Linked DNA regions of Mus musculus: region 1 is linked to region 2. The links are chromatin contacts, called in public promoter capture Hi-C maps. All regions are on one chromosome and are shown on one strand. The core of a region is the stretch at or near the end of the contact, and the rest is flanking DNA. Distances in the headings are between cores, read along the strand shown. Region 1 overlaps Gm39116 (a long non-coding RNA gene). Region 2 holds the start of Lsp1 (lymphocyte specific 1).

Region 1 (2,711 bases), core at 42-2,541, 250 kb after region 2:
CTATCCCCTTTGGTGCCTGCAATCTTTCCTCCTATTCTTCCATAAGAGTCCCAAAGCTTCATCCATTGTTTGGCTGTCGATGTCTGAGTCAGCTGCTGTGGGTGGAGGGGGGCTCTCAGAGGACGACATGCTCTTGTCTGCAAGCATAACAGAGTATCATTAATAGTGTTAAGGATTGGTGCTTGCCCATGGGATGGGTGTTGCAGTAAATCTTTAACTCCAATAAGCTCCTGCAAAAACACACAACTCGGTGACACTTTCCTTAGATTTTCTTAGTGCTAACACATCCATGGGTTGCCATTCGAGTTCCTGATAACCCTGTGGATGATCATCGTCTGGAGGTCTTTGTTGTATATTAACTGGATAAACAAAAGCTTATTTTCTAATAGCCTTTGGTTGGCTTTCTCTAATTCTCTTGTCTCTACCTGAGTATTTTCCTTAATTGAAAATTTAAATTCCTCCCTTAAGGTCTGTGTTTATGTCTCTCCTTTTGTTGCTCTTCCTGTTCCTTGAGTTCTTGCATTCTCTGTTCAAGGTTCGGCTTCCACATTTGAAAACCTTCTTTATGTTGTAATTCTGTTATTGTAGCATCTACCTTATTTTGATCTACTAGTTTTAGTAAAGTATCCTCTTGACTCTGCTTCCAAATTTTGTCTCTATCTCCTTGCTGTTCAGTCTGACCTACGAAATTCTGTATCTTTTTTTCTAGTATCTTTTCTAGCTCCTGTCTCCAACCTTTCTTCTCCCCTTTCTGTTGCTTATCTTGACCTATAAAATCCTGAACCTTCAGTTCTAGTGTTTCCTCCAGGCTGTGTTGCCAAGTTTTATCTCTCTGTTGCTCAGTTTCATCTATAAACTTCTCTAGTGTCTGCTCCAATCCCTTTCCTAAGGCATGTAATGTTTTATCTAGGGCCCAGTCTTTGAGAAGATGTAGTAAGTCAAGAGAATAAATATTGCACTAATGTTAAATGACAAGGTTTCTATTTCCTTTAAACCCATCCCTGTCGAACCATTCAAAATATCATCCCATAAATCCCAACTGTGGTATTTATTGTGTTTCTCATTTTTAAGTATCATTTACATGAATATATATCTTTATTATCAATTTATAATTTGTATTACCTGTTCCAGAGCCCTTTGTACCTTTGTCTCCCTCTGCTGTTCAATTCAGGACACTGCAGTCCTCTCGGATTCTTTTGTTTGCTGGGAGGGGCTGACTGTAGAAAGACCTGCAGCTTCTGTGCTTCTGAGCTGGCTCTGTCTTGGTTGGGGTTGCAGCTGGCACCTTGTGCGCTTATCTCAGGCAGTCTGCAGCACAAGCAGACGGGAGAGCGGGTCTGGCTGTCAGGTGTCCTGTGTAGACTCGGGGCTTATGGGGGAGCGAACATGGAAAGGCTCGGGAGGAGATGCCCCAATCAGCTCACTGTGTCTATCAGAAAACTACCTTGCAGTCAGTTGCGCTCCAGGGTCCCCCTTCCATCTCTGGGAATCAGCATTGGCACTCCCCAAGTCCAGCTCCAGGCTGGGGTGCTGCCCCTGGCTGTAGCTGTCTGCTGGGGGGTTGGGGAGGGAGCCTCTCTGTGGCTCTCTGTAGACCCCTCAGACCCAGTCAGCTTTTAATCCACACACTGCTGCAGCTTTAGATCTGCTCAGCTTTTTATTTTGGGGGGTGGGGTGGGGTGGGGAGACAGTGGACTTTTATCTCAGACTAGTTGGGTTCTAAGCAATAAGATGGACACCAATTCTCAAGTTGGGCAGGTTATTGGTTGGCCCCCTACCTGTCTACAAATAATTTAGGCAGGGGGAGGGAGCAGACAAGATAAAATTTGGGTTGAAAGTTGTGTGGGTGGGTTGGTGTCTCTATTGCTCCACTGGGGTTCCTGTAGGGCTACAGGAGATGCCCTCTTTAGGTTCCATATTCTCAATGTAATGAGTTCCAACTAAGATCATCCCATTGATTCTTGGGTACCTCCCTTACCTAAGGTCTCTGTCTCCTCCCAAAAATGCCCCCTCCATTTACATCAGTTGCAGATTTCCATTCATTTTTATGGCCATATAGCCATCTCTCTTGTTCTTCCCCACACCTGATCCTGAATTCCCCATTCCGTTCCCCATACCCCCTCCCTCTAAGTTCCCTCCCTCCATCTGCCTCTTATGACTATTTTATTCCCTTCCTACCAACTGGTTCTATTTTGTCATGCTATCTTCTTCACCTCTTCTCTCTATCATGAGAACCATTGTAAATGTGACACAGGTACTAGATTGCTTTTGCCATATCCTTCCAGTCTTGGATTATTCTATTTTTAATATCCAAAGAAGTCACGGTTTGTTTACAAATGGTGAATGCATCCCAAAATTGTGACACTTTCCTTGAATTTTCTCAGTTCTAACACATCCATGGGTTGCCATCTGAGTTCCTGATAATCCTGTGGATGATCATTGTCTGGAGGTCTTTGTTGCATGCTAAACAGATAAAAGCTTGTTTTCTAATAACCTTTGGTTGGCTTTTATCTTCTGCTTCTACCTGAGTCAAGCTTCCTCACTGGGTTTTCCTTCTTGTTTAGCTTCTTTGGGTCTGTCCGAGTATAACATGGTACCTGTATTTTATGGCTAATATGTGCTTATAAGTGAGTACATGCCATGCGTATTCTTTTAAGACTGGGTTACATCACTCGGGATGATATTCTCAAGTTCCACCCATATGCCTGCAA
Region 2 (2,700 bases), core at 132-2,631:
AGTGGCTGGAATGCACCGATAAGGTGCCTGGATGGCGAGGCCCTGTGACAGACATAGGAACCAGTGAAAACCTCTTAAGAGGTGTCAGGACAGAAGTGGCATAACTCTGTCACCTGCCAAATGCATTCCCAGCCACTTATCAACAGAGCACTTAGGAGGGTCCCAAGGAAGCAAAGTGCAAAAGGAGAGAGAGAGGAGGCTGAAGAAAAAGCAGGCAGGTGTCCTGCCCAGTCTGCTGAACAATACTCACTCTTCCTGTTGCCCCCTCCTCAGGACTGGGATAGAGTAAGCAAGGCTTTGCCTCCACTGGACCATGTGGATAAGAAAGGGCTCCCTGCAGTCAGGCAGGCTTGCAAACACAGGTCTACCTCTAGATGATACTCTACAGCTTCTACTAAGTTTCCCAACACCCTAAGGCTCTCTTGCCTTTCTGCACTTCTCCTGTAAGACCTCATAGTGAGATTTCCGAGGTCACTCATTGCCCAGTGCTGGGAAATAGGGCACTGGCTCCTTTCTTTCTATCTCTTGGGTCAGCAAGCTTCAAAGAGAGAGTCTCTACCATGTTGTGGCTGCCTCAACTTGGCCCAGTGACACTTTAGCCCAAGTCCCGGGACTTTGGGATCTGGCTATCACATTCCCCATCATTCCTTTATAGTCCCTTTGGTTCCCTCCCAAAAGCCTCAGTCCTTCCTCTGGTGCTGCCTCTCAGGAGAACCCATGACCCACCCCAGCATAGCTGGGAACATCAACCGACTCTTCGACTGGTTCCAAATGCCCAGAGCACAGAGGCAGGATTAGAGAGAGCTGATGGAGCAGGGAGACAAGAGCGTCCAGCAGCTAGGAATGGAGACAGATAGAGACAAGCTCTAGAACCACAGACTAGGGGAGCACCACATGTGGGACCCTGGACATGGCTGGGGAGCAAAGGCTAACTAAGAGTGTCCAAGGCCATGACCTTGAAGCATCAAGAACTAGTTCCACCATGTTCATTGAGCACACTTGGAAGCACAGAAGATTTCCATGCAAAGCAATTGAAAGCAGTCCACGGACACTAAAGGGACCATGAATTCTGGACATTGTGGGAGACATAGCTACTCTCAGGTCTATGGACCAGAGTTGCAAGGAGTAGCCTTACTCACCTCTACCCTCAGCCCTTTTCTGTCATTCCAGGAGGCTATAGCTTGCTTGCTCAACACTTCCTGATGAGTGGTTTGGGTTTAGTTGGTTTTTGGTTTTTTGTTTTTTTGTTTTGTTTTGTTTTGTTTTAACTCTTCTTCTGTTGCAGCAACATAGGAAAAAAAAAAAAAAAACCCAAGCCCCATAGGTTTCAAACCTCAACCTGCTACAGGAAGGAGGAAGTGAAACCTGGGGCGGGAAGGGTGGGGGGCTGAGGCTCTAGGCCACCGCCCATCTACAGAGAAACACCAGGAGCCATAACAAGTGCACCCACACCGAAGACACCAGGCCCATGGCGGAGGCTGCCATCGATCCCAGATGCGAGGAACAGGAAGAGCTCCATGCAGAAGACAGCGAAGGGTGAGTTCCACTATGGGCAGTTTGCTTTGTGCCAAGTGCTGAGTAGGCAGAATCTCAGATAGGACTTAGATAGCCTTCAGAAACCCTCTCTTACCAGAGAGGTGTGTATCTCCTCTATCTCCCTCTGCAGCTTGGCCTAACTGGGAAAGGCTATCTTCCTGGCTAGGGTTCATAGCCAGAATAGAGAAGATGGATGCTTGGTGTGGAAGGGACTGGGAGTGGCTGGATATGGCCTGAACAGCAGGAGAGAGCAGTAGCTGTGTTGGGAGAAACTAGGCCTAGGAATCCTGACCTCATGCACCTATAGGCTTGTCTGAGGGGTCTGGCCTGCCTTAAGATACTGAGAGGTGACCAGGCCTCAGGGGTTCCCAAAGCTGCTATGTGAGGATAGAGAAGGTCAATGGTGTCTTATGGACCAGGCACTGTTGTTAAGTACAGTGGGTATGGGAATGAACATTGGCAAAGGTAAAGGGGGCCACTGCCCTGCAACAGACAGGGCTGGGCAGAGGCCTTTAGGCTGTCAGCTGCTTAAGGGCATCTGCAATTTAAAGGGATGTGAAGGGTGTTCCCTGTCTTTCCTGTGTTGGGTCATAAGGTGGGGGTGGGGGTAATGAGAAGGGAAGCTGTTAGTGGGTAGACATGGAGACCAAGCCAGGCCATTGGTGCCTGCCCTGCCCTGTCCCAGGAACAGGTCTCAGAAGAGGGTGTCAGGTCTTGGGGACAGGTCAGAGGCTAGCAGCCTCATGGGAGCAGGATGTGGGGGCTGCGGTCCAGGTGTGTAAGAGGAAGGGGAAGAAAGAGGTAAAACATAAAATTGCTACCGGAGCTGCCAGGCTGCCAGGGAGAGTGTGACTCTTAGGGTTCAGCCACAGGCTCAAGGAGATAAGGCCCACCTTAGCAGGGGTTGCAGGGTCTCTGCAGTTCGCAAGCCGGACGCCAGATCTTGGGCAGGAACAGCAATTCCTCAATCCTTATCAATGATAATGGGAAGAAACCTCACTTTGAGGGGTGCATGTTGGGGGGTCTCCACACTATTGCTTTGCATTTGGACCCTGGTTAGAAAGTTGTCCAAGGAACCCTCAGGCTAGGAAAGGAGTCTGAGGCTAAGCAGAGACTGGCCTGGTCTGGGTCAGCACCCTTGTGCCAGCCTTGGGATTCCAGGGC

Evidence for each region. Promoter capture Hi-C pulls out the DNA fragments that hold promoters and counts their contacts.
Region 1: a promoter capture Hi-C map of cranial neural crest shows a contact between it and region 2. The contact joins the enhancer-like site here to the promoter of Lsp1 in region 2. A contact is called at or near these places in 2 of 39 promoter capture datasets (cranial neural crest and liver) and 2 of 9 other capture datasets (adipose tissue and pancreatic islet).

Annotation. Positions count from the first base shown.
Region 1 is chr7:142,713,715-142,716,425 of GRCm38.p6, forward strand. It overlaps Gm39116 (a long non-coding RNA gene), which reads right to left. Exons shown (of 3, transcript XR_870062.1): 3 at 83-137. Among named protein-coding and RNA genes, the nearest start is that of Gm39116, 28 kb to the right of the region's middle. Within about 2 kb of position 1,292, at least 19 of the 459 cell types and tissues checked have an H3K27ac peak or open chromatin away from gene starts, as enhancers often do. A contact at or near this core is called in pancreatic islet, where this site is marked.
Region 2 is chr7:142,459,431-142,462,130 of GRCm38.p6, forward strand. It overlaps Lsp1 (lymphocyte specific 1), which reads left to right and starts at 1,382. Exons shown (of 11, transcript NM_001136071.2): 1 at 1,382-1,536. The coding sequence starts at 1,469.